2 separate regions of the Mus musculus genome follow, and region 1 is linked to region 2. Evidence: chromatin contacts called from public HiChIP or PLAC-seq data. All regions are on one chromosome and are shown on one strand. Each heading gives the region's core, a stretch centred on a gene start, on an enhancer-like site or on the middle of the called end of the contact. The rest is flanking DNA. Distances are from core to core; before and after follow the strand shown.

The links. HiChIP or PLAC-seq counts read pairs in DNA pulled down with a chosen protein or histone mark.
Region 1: an H3K4me3 HiChIP or PLAC-seq map of bone marrow-derived macrophages shows a contact between it and region 2, with 5 times the contacts expected there. The contact joins two enhancer-like sites. A contact is called at or near these places in 10 of 39 promoter capture datasets (the 3T3-L1 cell line, 3T3-L1-derived adipocytes, the HPC-7 cell line and 7 more), 1 of 15 datasets of contacts at CTCF or cohesin (the NIH/3T3 cell line), 15 of 484 Hi-C or Micro-C datasets (the HPC-5 cell line, the HPC-7 cell line, LSK cells and 6 more) and 8 of 115 datasets of contacts at active chromatin or transcription factors (CD8 T cells, DN3 thymocytes, the HPC-7 cell line and 5 more).

The regions. Positions count from the first base shown.
Region 1 is chr10:120,692,788-120,698,987 of GRCm38.p6, forward strand. It overlaps Gm35062 (a long non-coding RNA gene), which reads left to right. Exons shown (of 3, transcript XR_872122.1): 2 at 1,813-2,024; 3 at 2,364-2,392. Among named protein-coding and RNA genes, the nearest start is that of Gm35062, 7.5 kb to the left of the region's middle. Within about 2 kb of position 1,899, at least 25 of the 459 cell types and tissues checked have an H3K27ac peak or open chromatin away from gene starts, as enhancers often do. A contact at or near this core is called in the NIH/3T3 cell line, bone marrow-derived macrophages and embryonic fibroblasts, where this site is marked.
Region 2 is chr10:120,614,051-120,621,071 of GRCm38.p6, forward strand. No RefSeq gene overlaps it. Among named protein-coding and RNA genes, the nearest start is that of 4930471E19Rik, 19 kb to the right of the region's middle. Within about 2 kb of position 2,816, at least 112 of the 459 cell types and tissues checked have an H3K27ac peak or open chromatin away from gene starts, as enhancers often do. A contact at or near this core is called in the NIH/3T3 cell line, bone marrow-derived macrophages and embryonic fibroblasts, where this site is marked.

The DNA of each region.
Region 1 (6,200 bases), core at 649-3,148, 78 kb after region 2:
AATTCGTTTTCTGTGTAGACAGACATATAGACTTTACCTGAGCCCAGGGAACGCTGGGATATGAGGAAATGCAGAGTCTGCTTGCTAATGAACAAGGACAGTGGGTAGCATTCCCAGCATTTTAGGGGACAGCAGAGAGAACAGCTTAAAAATTAAACACCTTCATTTCTACCTTAGATTTACACTACCAACCCTCTTGCTTTCCTCTGCTTTCTCCTGTTCCTCCTCCACCTCTCCCTTCTCCATCTCTTCCTCCTCCCTGTTCTTCTTCTCCATTTCTCTGTAGTTATTCCTTTGAGATCTGCCCAGGTCCTCCTTTCTCATCCATGGTTCACATCCCATCACCTAACACTGCTCACAATCATCCGGGGAGACACACTTTCACTTACACACTTTTCAAACAGGAAGTTAAGAAAGCACAATGGAACCGAGGCTGAGCTGAGCTATTGTCCTGGAAAAAGATCTCATTACAATGATATGAAAGGGTTTTGTTTTTTGGGGTTTTGGTTTTTTTGGGGGGCTGTAAAACAGGAGGCATATTTATGCCCTCCTAAAGATGAATAGACTTATTTATAGGTAGGCAGACATTCCATATGATAAGCTAAAATTAATCATGCTGCTGAAGAGGTTGGAGTCCAAATTAAATATAGAAGGGCAGCCCGGCTCTTCCTCTGGTGTGCTTTAATGAAGACTACAGAGGCCGGAGAAATATTTATATTCTTTCATTCATATTTTCGGAATTGCCTCATGTCTCAGTCCAGACACACCCCACACCCCCATCCACACACACAATCTCTCATTTAAGGGAAGGAACTTCAAAATGAACGTGGATATTCTCAACTCAGTGTATCTTGAAGAAGAAGAAGAGGAGAAGAGGAGGAGGTAGAGGAAAGGAAGAAAGGAAAAGAGAGGGGTGAGAGAGGGGGGGTATTAGTGGGACTGCTCTTTTTAAAAACAGCAGCTCCCTTAAAACCAGATGACTTCCGTGGGTGATACACATGGGGTTCACCTACCAGTACTTTGTACAGCACATGATGTCTTAGGGGGAGTGAGTGAGTGAGAGAGAGACTTGGACCAGTACTTAGACTGTCTTTAGGTGACTGCCATAGGTTTCCCCAGTGAGCGCCATAGATAAGGGTTCTTTCCCAAGCTGCCTAACTGCCTGTGGTTGACAAAAGTCCCTGTCAAGCACTTGGGGTAATGTAGTTAAAGATGGATGCTAGTGGTGAGGGAAGACTCTTTAAGCCAAATGTCTTGCTGCCTTCTCCTGATGAAGTTCAAGGGTAGAGATGACCTGTCTTCCTATGTTTCCTATTAACAGTAGGACTAGAGACCTCAGCTGAACTGCAGAATCGAGGGTCAGGAAGAGACTCCTAATTATTCTGGTCTTGAGTCAGGCTTAAATGATATCTCTTCCATTCTGGCTCCACATCCAGATTCTCTCTGCAGAGTCACATAGCTGGATCATGGCACCCCAAGTGAGAAAATAACATCTTCAGACAGTGGGAGATAAGGAGGCAGAGGAGTGTCCCAGGCCTGGGCGGGGGGCGGGGGAGGGGCGTGCATGTTGATATCACTGAGTTATGAACTATTTCCTTTTAATCCGGTTTCAAAAGATGACTTCCTCCATATGTGATTAATTCTGCCTATAACTACAAGGAACTGCATATTTTAGAGCCGGAGTGTCATCAGTACGAATGTTTAAACAATCTCTGTGGTCTCTTTCCCACACACTGATTTAACATGTATATAAAAAGGCTTTCGGAATGAGCGTTTCACATTTGCTTCTCGAACTTCACCGTCTGTTTTCAGTAAATCGTGAAGATGAAACTCTCCCCATTCATGCCTGGAGCGCTGGCCAATTGCAACTGCGGAATGCGCATTCAGGACCTCTCACGAATGCGGTTCCCTTCTCGCGAACCCAGCCCGCCCAGCCTGCCGCCTGTTCTTTCCCCAACGAAATCAACAAGACCGCAGCGGAAAGGTTTCATGGTCAAGAAGGCTGACCTAGTCTCCTAATGAATGTGAGAACAGTAGGGGCCACATAGGTTCAAGTCCTCCCTCCCTCCTACATTTGCATCTGTCCCCACCCTGTAATGGCCCCAGTTCACATTTTACTGCTGTATTGGGAGCAGAATCTCTTTTCAGTTTAAAGTGTCCCAGGTTGAACTGAGATCTGTATGAGACTGTCTACTGTCACATCCAACTGAGGTCTCTACTGTTCGGTTGCTTTATGTAGGAGAAGGGGGTGGTTTGGTTTGGTCTGGTCTGGCTTTTTGTTTGTTGTCTGTTTTTGTTTGTTTTGCTTTTTGTTTTTTGTTAGTTTGTTTTTTTGTAATTGTTGTTGTCTTTTTTCAAGACAGGGTTTCTCTGTGTAGCCTTGGCTGTCCTGAAACTCACTCTGGAGACTGGCCTCCAACTCACCGAGATCCACCTGTTTCTGACTCCCAAGTGCTGGGCTTAAAGGTGTGTACTGTTGCTACCACCCTCTCAACCTGTGTTTTCTGGCTCTCACCTTGTTTTTTTTTTCTGGGTGTAGCAGCAATTGGTGCTGGAATTCGAATCCCAGCATCTCCTTTCAAGCGGGCGAAACCGTCAGAAACCAATCTCAGAGTTAACAAAGTTAGCTAACAAAGACAAGACCTCTGCAAAACGGAAGACCACAACGTCCCCATCCCGGACGTCATCTGCTGCCCTTCTTGACCTGACTCAGGAGATAAACGCCCATTCTCCAGGGCGGGCAAGTAAAGTCATTAGAGCATAGACAGTGGGAGAGAGTGGCTCCTCTCCCTGATAAGATGGAAACAGAGAACCAAAGACCCTTGAAGAAGGGAGGAGAGGTGGCAGAGGTGGAGACTGCAGGCAGAGGCAGTTTACAAGGGCAGAGGCAAAATGGAGTCTTTTGTTTGGAATTTCAAAACAGCCAAGACAGAGCATTAAGGCAAGTCAAGGGTTTTTTTGTTTTTGTTTTTGTTTTTTTTTCTGAGCAGGAAGGCTAGTGTGAGGTGCCACAAGGACTGTGTTCAGACAGCAGGCCCTCCTCAGAAGAGATAAATTGTTGATGTGCCTAGCAAATATTCTCTGAAAGGTTCCCCAACCTCAGACGGTACCACCAGTATTCAGGGCAGAACTACGGGCTTCCCAGTGTACCCAGAGACTGAAGAGCACAGCCCCCCTCCCAGTTGTCTGTTTTCATTACAATTAAACATTCTACATTCTGGGAAAGAGAGAGTCCGCAAGCAGGAGGTAAATATTTTTGCCATCTTTGAAAAAAGGATGAAGGCTGAGAGTCACAAAATTACATTGATTTAAAGAAGTAGGGGAAATTGATATGTTTTGCTCACTTCGGTTTGTAGGCTGAAATTTATTCCACATATGTCTTTATAAATATTTAAGTATATAAAACCAAATGTTTAATATAAGATCCACATTGTAAATATTCCTTTGAGAGTATTTTTCTGCATGGACTGGAATGGCTGAACTTCTTAAAATATAAGTCCAAGGGGCGGAGGGGACAGAGCCTGCGTTTTTGGTAACCCTCCCTGGAATACCCACAGGCTGTCTCCACTGCTGCAAGGAGTTTTAATGTACATTTAAAATTCTAAAATTCTGAACTTTTTTTTTTTTTTTTGTCTCTTCCAACATTTTCCTTGTCCATTTCCCATGCAAAGAATCCCTGGATGGTGGGTTCTGTGGGCTGAGGCCTCTGCACCGCTTTTGTTAACTGATTACAGAATTGAACTTGTTTTTCTCCTCCTAATGACAGTCAATGTCTTCTTAAACACCCACTCCTCTTTGTAGTAGTTATCTTACTGGAGCAAGTTAGTGAGCTACAGTACCCTCCTCTGTCACATCAGGATCACAGCCACCTCCTGGGGTGTTGGCAAGGTTAAGAAGTGTCTTGTGGGTCACCTGGTAGATGGCTGTTGTTTGGCCCAGGATATGACTCCACCATACTGATTAGACTATAGTGACTGTTTCTATTTTGAATTCATGGTTACCGAAGGGGTAAGGGGGTGGACTTTGTTGTTTTGTTTTTTCATAGATAAATACTCTCAACCTTTTGACCTCCACACATGCCATGGCATTTATTCCTCTTCACATTTATATTTATAAATAAATAAATAAATAAAGCAAGCAACAGGGTAAAAAGGACTAGAGAAGCCGCAGTCTTCACTGATCTTCAAAGTGAATGAGAACAGTTCATCTCATCTCATCTCAGTGAAGGTGACTTGGCTCACAGGGGAACCTCAGAGCTCCCTGCCGGCATGAATGTGGCCTGGGATCCTCCCGCCGCCCCACCCCCACCCCCTTGCCAGTGAAACTCTAACTGTATCTATTACTATATATCGCCTAAGTAAGATTTTTAGCAAAAAAAAAAAAAAAAAAAAAAAACCTTTGTAGCCAACAGAAACAAAAGCAAATGAAACGATCTGACCCGGTGCACCCTCTTCTTTCAGAGTCAGTGACAGTTAACCCTAGAAAATGTAAGCGTCTTGACCGATATCGCACACCAAATCAGTGGCAGAGCCCAGAGTAAGCTGAGCTCCCGCCCCCCTCCAGCTGAAAGAGGCAGCTAAAGCCGCAGAAGTTACAGGGCCAAGATTCACACCTTACACTTCAAATGTGCAAAACAGTAGCTTATTTATTTTATAAAACTGATGTAATCTCGTCCAAAAGCCCTCGTTTCGACAGACGGCAGAAGTAGCTAACACTTGGGCAGTAACAGTCTCTTCGTCTCTTCTGGATGAGAGAGTGGGAGGGTGGGGCTACTCCACTGAACTCAACTTCGCAGCTCCCTAGCAAAGCAGATAGTACCTCCTGCGCATCACACCCACTACCCCAGCCCCTCCCCCTCCCCAGATGCTCTCTGGGTAGTTGAAAAGGCCTTGGGTGCTCGTGGGCAGCAGGAGGGGTACACACATCCTTTGCAGGCCCTGCTCTTTCCCTGGAACTCTCGCCACCTTCCGGCCTTGGCCTCTGCTCTCCCTCCTGTACTGTGTAAGTGTCTGCAGCTGGGATAATTTGCGGTCTGTTCTCTCAGCATGGGCAATCTGTGCTGATAGCTCCCAGGGAGCTGGGCTATCTCTCCTGTGAAAGTTCTACCCCAGGTGCCAGGGCTGTGGGGAAAGTCGTCATTGTCATCGGAAAAGAAGCAACTGCAGTTTAGGGAGGTCGCCTTGATCAGGGACCTCACCAGCTCAGAATTATCTAGAATTGTAGACATGATACCCTTAACTTTTTCTCGGGGTGCAAAAATTAAAAGCAGACACATAATTACTGTGGAAAGTAAGCCTTCTTGTTAAAGGCAGAAGAGTAAAAACACTGATGCCATTCCCTGCCCACTCCGCCCCGAAAAAACAGATGAGAACCAAAAAATAAAACAAACAAAACAAAACAAAAACCAACAACAAAAAAAGTCCTCTCAGCATCATGAATGAAGAAAAGAAATGGAAGAAATCACTCTAATCGCAAACCACAAACTATAAAAAATACCTGCCAAATATTACGGCATGAATGGAGATGAGGGAGGCCCCGGATGCTGGCCTGCAGGATCTAGATTTCTCTCAAATTAAGGGAGGCAGCTTAAAATGTGAACCCAATAGGCCTTTGATTAGAGAGGGGAGCTTGAAGGGGATTGAGGTCTGTCCTTGGAGACACCGCGGTTTGAATGCTATGGGTTTTTACCTTCTCTTTGGTACTTTTCTAAGTGTCTTCAATTGTGTGTGTGGTGAGAGAGAGAGAGAGAGAGAGAGAGAGAGAGAGTGAGTAAATACCTTCTTGCCAAAATGATATCTATCTCCATCATAAATAAAAAGCAAACCAAACAAAAAAAGTAGCTAGCATTGCTAATACGTTAACACCCCTATCAAAACTCTTCTGAGGTGGGAGGGTTTTCCTTTGGACATGACTAGGCTGCTGGGTGTTATAAAATGGAATCTGTAAGACGAGCTTTGTGTAAGGATCATATCCTACTTAAGCAGGAAGAGGAAGAAAGGAGCCAAGGGGCAGGATGGGGGCGGGGGTAGGGGCAGTCATTGTGAAAGTGAAGGAAATATTAGAATCTGAATTTGTCCGAAATAGCCCAAAATCTTCCAAATTAGAGAATTCTGAGGTTTGAAAGTAGTTTAAGTTACAAATTCCTCTCCTCAGATTTCCGCTTTTCCCCACAAAGGCTTTGCTGGCGTCTGCCCATTCAA
Region 2 (7,021 bases), core at 1,566-4,065:
TTGTGTATCAAGACTAAGTAACTCAGGATATTGTTGAAAGAGAATCTAAGTCCCAGGTACAGCAAGGCTACGGAAGTCAGTTCAGAAGCTAGGAAGTAGACATTAATATGAATCTGCACGAAATTTACTGGACACCTATTTACACCTAGACACTCTGTCTAACACAGACAATATCACACAAGACAAATTCTCCTTTTATTCTTTCTGTTGTTGTTGTGTGAGAGAGAGGTATGGGAAGGGAAGGAAGAAGAGAGAGGGAGAAGGATAGAGACAGGAAGAGAGAAGGAGAGGGGGATGGGGAGAGGGAGGAAAGGGAGAGGAAGAGGTAGAGAGAGGGGGGTGTTATGAATGTGGCATTCTGTGAAGTTCCAACTTCAACACTCCTGTGTTTTTTCTTAACCACCCTTCTTCATTTTTTGAGGCAGGGTCTTGTACTGAAACTGAACTTCATTGCTTCAGCCAGGATGGATGGCCAACGAGCTTCAGGGATCTGTCTGTCTCCAACCCCTCAAGCCTGGAATTATAGACACAGGGCACCATATCTGGCTTTTATGTGGGCACTGAATTCAGGGCGCTCAGGCACTATGCCAGCAGATCCATCTCTCTAGTCTCTCTCTCTCTACGTTTTCAAGAATCCTTTCCCAAGGATTCAGGAAGGGAGAGAAAAGATTAGAATCTAAAAAATATAGAAGAAGAAGAAGAAGAAGGAGGAGGAGGAGGAGGAGGAGGAGGAGGAGGAGGAGGAGGAGGAGGAGGAGGAGAAGAAGAAGAAGAAGAAGAAGAAGAAGAAGAAGAAGAAAGAAGAAGAAGAAGAAGAAGAAGAAGAAGAAGAAGAAGAAGAAGAAGAAGAAGAAGAAGAAGAAGAAGAAGAAATATTTTAAAAATCTAAAACAAAAAAAATCTGATGTCATTTGACAGAGTTATAATGGTTACCACACTGAGTAGATCAACAGCAGAACCAAACTTTGCAGTCCTAATTGCTTTGTACAGGATGTAGGTATCCTTGGATGTACGTATCCTTAAGTTAGTCTTTAGACAACGGGAAACAGTTACCGTCCTAGAAGACTGGCAAGTCCAGCTTTGTTGACAACCCATTGGAGCTACTACCAGGTGGTTAGTGCCCACCTCTGAGTCACACAGTTCAAAACCTAGCAGTCTCAAGAAACAGTCAACAGCTCTTATCCCACCCTCAGGTGCATGCTGGATGGGGAAGCCAAGGGCTCTATGTCCTCCTGTTTGTATTAATTCAGTTCAGGAATGTCCATTTGAAAGGAATTGATGAAGTGGACTTGGGTATTTGGAAACCACTCCATACCTCATCTGACCACTAAGACCAAGACACTGACTTCTGACTGGGCTTTCCACGTTGTTTTCTCACAGGCATGTAAAACATTAAGATGTCTACTTTCGTCCCTAATGGACTCCTCCTCCTGTGTTTCCTATCTTAGGGGACAGAACACTGTCATGTCAGGTAACCAAGACTGAAGAAGTAAACTCTCTGTCTTCTGTAAACCCTTATGCAATCTGCGTATCTATTCATCCTGGGAGATATGCCCTGAAGAGGTGTATTCTAGATCTTGACACCAAGCGGTACACAAACGCTGTTCCCCTAGGGAACGTGCATTCTAGTCAGGGCAGGCAATACATGCAATAAGCTTGGCAAAGCAGCGGGATGGGTAGAAAAACCATGTAGGGGAGATAGGGAGTTCGGACTTTAAAAGTCTGTAAGCTGCTGGTCAAGGGACTTTGAGAAAGGGGTTTAAAAGGTAAAGAATGAAACGAATGAGTATCTGCAGGAGGCGTGTGACAGAGAGGGAACATGGTAGAGGCCTTGAGTGCATTTCAGGCATAGTCAAGGGAGCATGTGGCTGGAGCAGAGAGCAGAAGGAAAAGCCAGAGAGGTGCTGGGGGTAGATCGTGCAAGGCTGTACAGCTGGGGGTAGATCGTGCAAGGCTGTATAGCTGGTGGGTAGATCGTGCAAGGCTGTATAGCTGGGGTGGGGGGGGGGGGATAGATAGTGCAAGACTGTAATGCTGGGGGTAGAAGCGGGTGAGAATCATCCCAAACTGAGAGGGCATGAACATGCCTCAAGGAAACAGAGAGATCTGGATGTTAAATCAAAATGGGGACCACACTTTGAATATTAAAATGAAAGAGTCAGCCAAGCAAAAGCAAAGACTGGGTCTCAGGTTGGCACAGAGGCACATCTAGTTCTTGGCTTCCCTTCCCATCTTAGCCTGCATCATCTCCTACAAATCTTATAGCCTGAGCTTCATCTACGCTGAACTTGCCAAGTTCCCTGCTGACTGGGTCAGTGGGGCTCAGGGTACACATCCCACAGAGGGTCAGCTTCAGCAAAGTGTGGCTTTAGCCTGGAAAACAACAACAAAACCAAAGGATTGACTGGAATCTATTAATCTACTGAGGCCAAGAGGGGAACATTTAAAATAAGGTCTTTAAAAAAAGAAAAAAGTGTTGAAGCCTAGAGCAGTCTATGCATAATTCTGCAGAAAGCCAGGAAGAGATGACCTCAGAAAATGTTCACTCAAAGCTCTGACTCCATTTCCTGTGTGTTCTCTCATCCTATTAGGAATCAGAACAGCTGGGTGTCTTTATTACTGAGATTTAAAAGCCACATTTAGGAGACCCCCTCCCAGAAGAGCACATGAGTCAGGTGATGAGCCACTCACGAGTCATAGGAAACAGGCAGCGTTGAAAATTTAACACACACACACAACTCTCCCCCACCCCCAAACCCACAGAAACTATCCACAGCTTCCTGTCACAGGAGATGTGACTCACGTCTCTGGAGGGGTACACATACCTTATTATAGTGGCGGAAGAAAACGTGTCTCCATCAGATGTCTCCCCCAACACCCTCTGCACAGAGCAGTTCTTTGGTGAAAATCCTTTGAAACTTACAAAGTAATTTCTGTCTTTGTGGTTGGGCCATATTGCTATGGTTTGTTCTCACCACAATGACTCTTAATTTAAGGAGCAAAATGACGGCAATAAATCCTTTAACTATATTCAGCTGAATACAGAGTCAAGTTGGGGATGAATGGAAAGAGAAGGCCCTTGGCTGACCTAGCCTGTGGACCTCCCAGAAACTGCTCCCACACTCCAGGGACGCCCCAGCAGGCACACAGAGAAAAGGGTCCCAAGCTGGCATCTTTGGTTCCAGTGGATTCCTTTCTCCTATAAATGAACTTTTTTTTTTCCTTGACTGTAGATAAGGGGGTTAGAAATGAGGGAAGGAGGATGGAAGGAAGAGGGGATTACAAAATACTTGGCATTGATTTGAATCTGAAGCAAAGAAGTTTGAATTAAATGCACCCACAAACTTGCAGAGCATAGTTGTTGATTTTGTTCTTAAATGAAGAGCAAGACGGAGCGAGTGGCGGGGAGCCGTGGTGACCTCATTTCCGAACTCACTAAATTATTCAGTAACAAGAATTAGAGGGGGAAATAGAGATAGAATACAGACAAAGGAGAGAGGTGGATGAAATGTCAGCAAGGATATTGGAAAAGTTCATAAACGGATCATACTATTAACTGTCTGCCTAAAAAATTCTATAATATAAATCTATAAACAATATACATATATATGTGTATATATGTATATACACACACACACAAATATAGATGTGTATATATTTTTCATCTGGGCTAACAATGCTCTTTCCAAGAGCCAAAGACCACCTCCACCTAAGGAAACCCCCACATCAGGCTTTAGAAGACCTCTTTTGAGTTGTTGGTCAGGATTATCTGAGGCATTCCCAAAACTCTATGGACTATTGTTATTTTCCTTGGATGCCCTCCAGATGTGGGAGGTAAATCTCTCCTCTTGGTGTCTTGCTATAGACACCATGCACAGGCCCCTAAACTGGAACTGACCCGAATGGTTCTTCCTAAGGGCTAGCCTTCTTGGCACCAGAAGGCACCATGCCAGCTTCCACAGGAGAGAAAGAGCCAGCAATTTTATCCAACTACAGCGCCTATGGACCACAGCAGTGACCTGTGTGGCACAATAACCCTAGGGGAGCATCCTTACTTTGGAGGTAACAGGTCTGTAATTAGACTTAAGACCCCCTCAAGAGGAGGGAATCTTGCCTGATGCTGGAACACTAGCCAGCTGCCCCGGACTAGTGAAGTCATGGATCTTGGAGGAGAAACTACAACCACCCCTTTACCAAACTAGATTAATCTCTAACACTCAAATGTATTCATATACCCACAGAAAAGTGCACGTCTTAGCCCTCATTAATGGGACTTCTCTTTGCAACGGCTAGAGGTTATTACAGAGAAACCACAACCAATCAAAGTGCGGAGTTGTGGAGCCCTGTCACAATGGATAGATCTACAAAAAGGTGTGTCCTTGTTGGAGTAGGTGTGGCCTTGCTGGAGTAGGTGTGGTCTTGTTGAAGTAGGTGTGGCCTTGAAGGAGGAAGTGTGTCACTGCAGGTAGACTTTGAGGTTTCAAAAGCTCAGGTTAGGTCCAGTTTTCATATTCTCTCTCTCTCTCTCTCTCTCTCTCTCTCTCTCTCTCTCTCTCTCCCTCTCTCCTCTCTCTCTCTTTCTCTCTCTCCTCTCTCCTCTCTCTCCATCTCCTCTCTCTCCCCCTCTCTCTGCCCCCTCTCTCTGCCCCCCTCTTTCTGCCCCCCTCTCTCTGCCCCCTCTCTCTGCCCCCTCTATCTCCCTCTCCCTCCCTCTCCCTCCCCTTTCTCTTCTTTCTCTCTTCTCTCTCTCTCTCTCTCTCTCTCTCTCTCTCTGCCTAAAAATCAGAATGTAACTCTCAACTACTGCTCCAGTGTCTGCCTCCTCACTGTGGTGATAAATTGACTAAACCTCTGAAACCATAAACAAGTTCCCCAAAACACTTTTTATCATAAGAGTTGCCTTGGTCATGGTATGTCTTCATAGCAACAGAAAAATGACTCAGACTTCTCCCTTTCAAATAAAAAGAAAACTCAAACTTTCACTTTCTAAGTATTTATCTAAATGTCCTCAAAATTCTTAAGAAATCAAAGCAAGGAGTGGATAGTTGATATGTCTCTCAATAACGTAGTATGGTTATCTCTACATTCTGTTGAAGATATTCCTTAATTTAGGAGATGGAGGATGCCTTGGCACTTGTATGTCAAGCACTTAACGTTCTAAAATTTAAATGGAAAATTTAAATAAGACTTTCTAACCAACTCCTGTTGATTGGGTGAATCGGCCGCAGGAAATGTAATGGTCAATATTCTTCTACCAGAAGTAGTAAGGGGTTTCCACAGGTGATTCTTCATGCACACAGACAGAAGAGCTTCTGCAAGAAGGTTCTTGAGATCCTACCTCGTGTGTCATAGTACACATAACTGTCAGGGAAGGACTTTTTGTTGTTGCTCGCTAGTTTTTTTGTTTTTTGTTTTTTTGATCCTTTGGATTGTTCTTCTTATCTCATGACATGCTGAGAATAACAAATTGGAAATATGGAGTGCACTGGGTTTTGTGGTGGTGGTTTATTTGTTTATTTATAGGATGTCTTTGTCGTGAGACAGGGGATCACTCTGTGAACTCATTATGCAGCCTCCGCTGGCCTCACAACTCACAACTCAATTTGATCTTTCTGCCTCAGCCTCCTGGACGGGAGGATTACAGTGTGAGCCATGATACTTAGCAAACCAGAGTTCTTTAGCTGGTGGTGATCTCTAGGCTTCTTGGTATATGACTGTGATGGTTTGTATATGCTTGGTCCAGGGAGTAGCACTATTAGAAGCTGTGGCCCTGTTGGAGTAGGTGTGACCTTGTTGGAGTAGGTGTTGAGTGTGGGTATGAGCTTTAAGACCCTCATCCTAGCTGCCTGGAAGCCAGTATTCTGGTAGCAGACTTCAGATGAAGATGTAGAACTCTCAGCTCCTCCTGCACCAGGCCTGCCTGGATGCTGCCATGTTCCCACCTTGATAATAATGGATTGAACCTCTGAACCTGTAAGCCAGCCCCAATTAAATGTTGTCCTTTATAAGAGTTGCCTTGGTCATGGTGTCTGTTCACAGCAGTAAAACCCTAACTAAGACAATAACCAATAAAACTCTCAATTGAAATAAAAAATTTTGAGTTATTTGTAGCCTAACCCATTCTGACATATCAGTGGATACAGATAATAACTTAAAGGCACTTTAGGACAGTCCATGGTGGAAAGGTACTGAGATGGGTCCTTCCAATAGATGTGAGCTCACACACTGAAAGCTTAAAGATCCTGACCAACTACAGCCTTTGTCTGCTGTTTATGTCTCTCTTCTACAATAAAGACTTGAATAGACCAAGCTCTGAGGCTTCTACCAATCCAAACATAGTCATTTCTTAAGCAGGCTTCCCTGGCTCTCCTCTGCACCATGTATCCAAACCTTTCTGATCTTTGGACTACTTGTCCAGCAATGGTCTTTTTTATGTCTTCTCAGAGGGTCTTTATTAGGACATCTGGAATCCACACATAGGTATAAATTATCTAGATAATGTATTAGTTAAGGTCCTTTGGTCTTAAGAGACAGAAACAACTCAAACTAATCCAAGCCTGTTGTGGGAAATTAAAAAAAAAAAAAAAAAGGCAAGTTCTTGTGCTATACCCAGCTACTCTACCCCATCAACCCCGCGGCCGCTGTGGCTAGCCCCATGCAGCGATCGGTCACAGTCTTCCCAGCTCTGGTTCACTTGCCTTAGGGCCTCTTGTCTCTTCTCAACCATTTACCTCCAGCGGCTAGTTATCACAGATCCCCTTAACCCAGTAAATCAAAAATCTAGAAGCTTATAATTAATCACTTCAGATTTATATATCAATAAATCCTCAATTCACAAGATGCCCACACAATAATTTCAGAGCCAATTGATAATGATACGAGCTGGCCACCTAGACTATGCAAGTTACCCCAATTATTCTATCCGTATATGATATTATATCTACTTGTGGCTATTTAAAGCCATGTGGAACCTGAATTGTCCTGTTTGTCCTCCATTTTCCTCCTTCTCCTTTGTTACTCC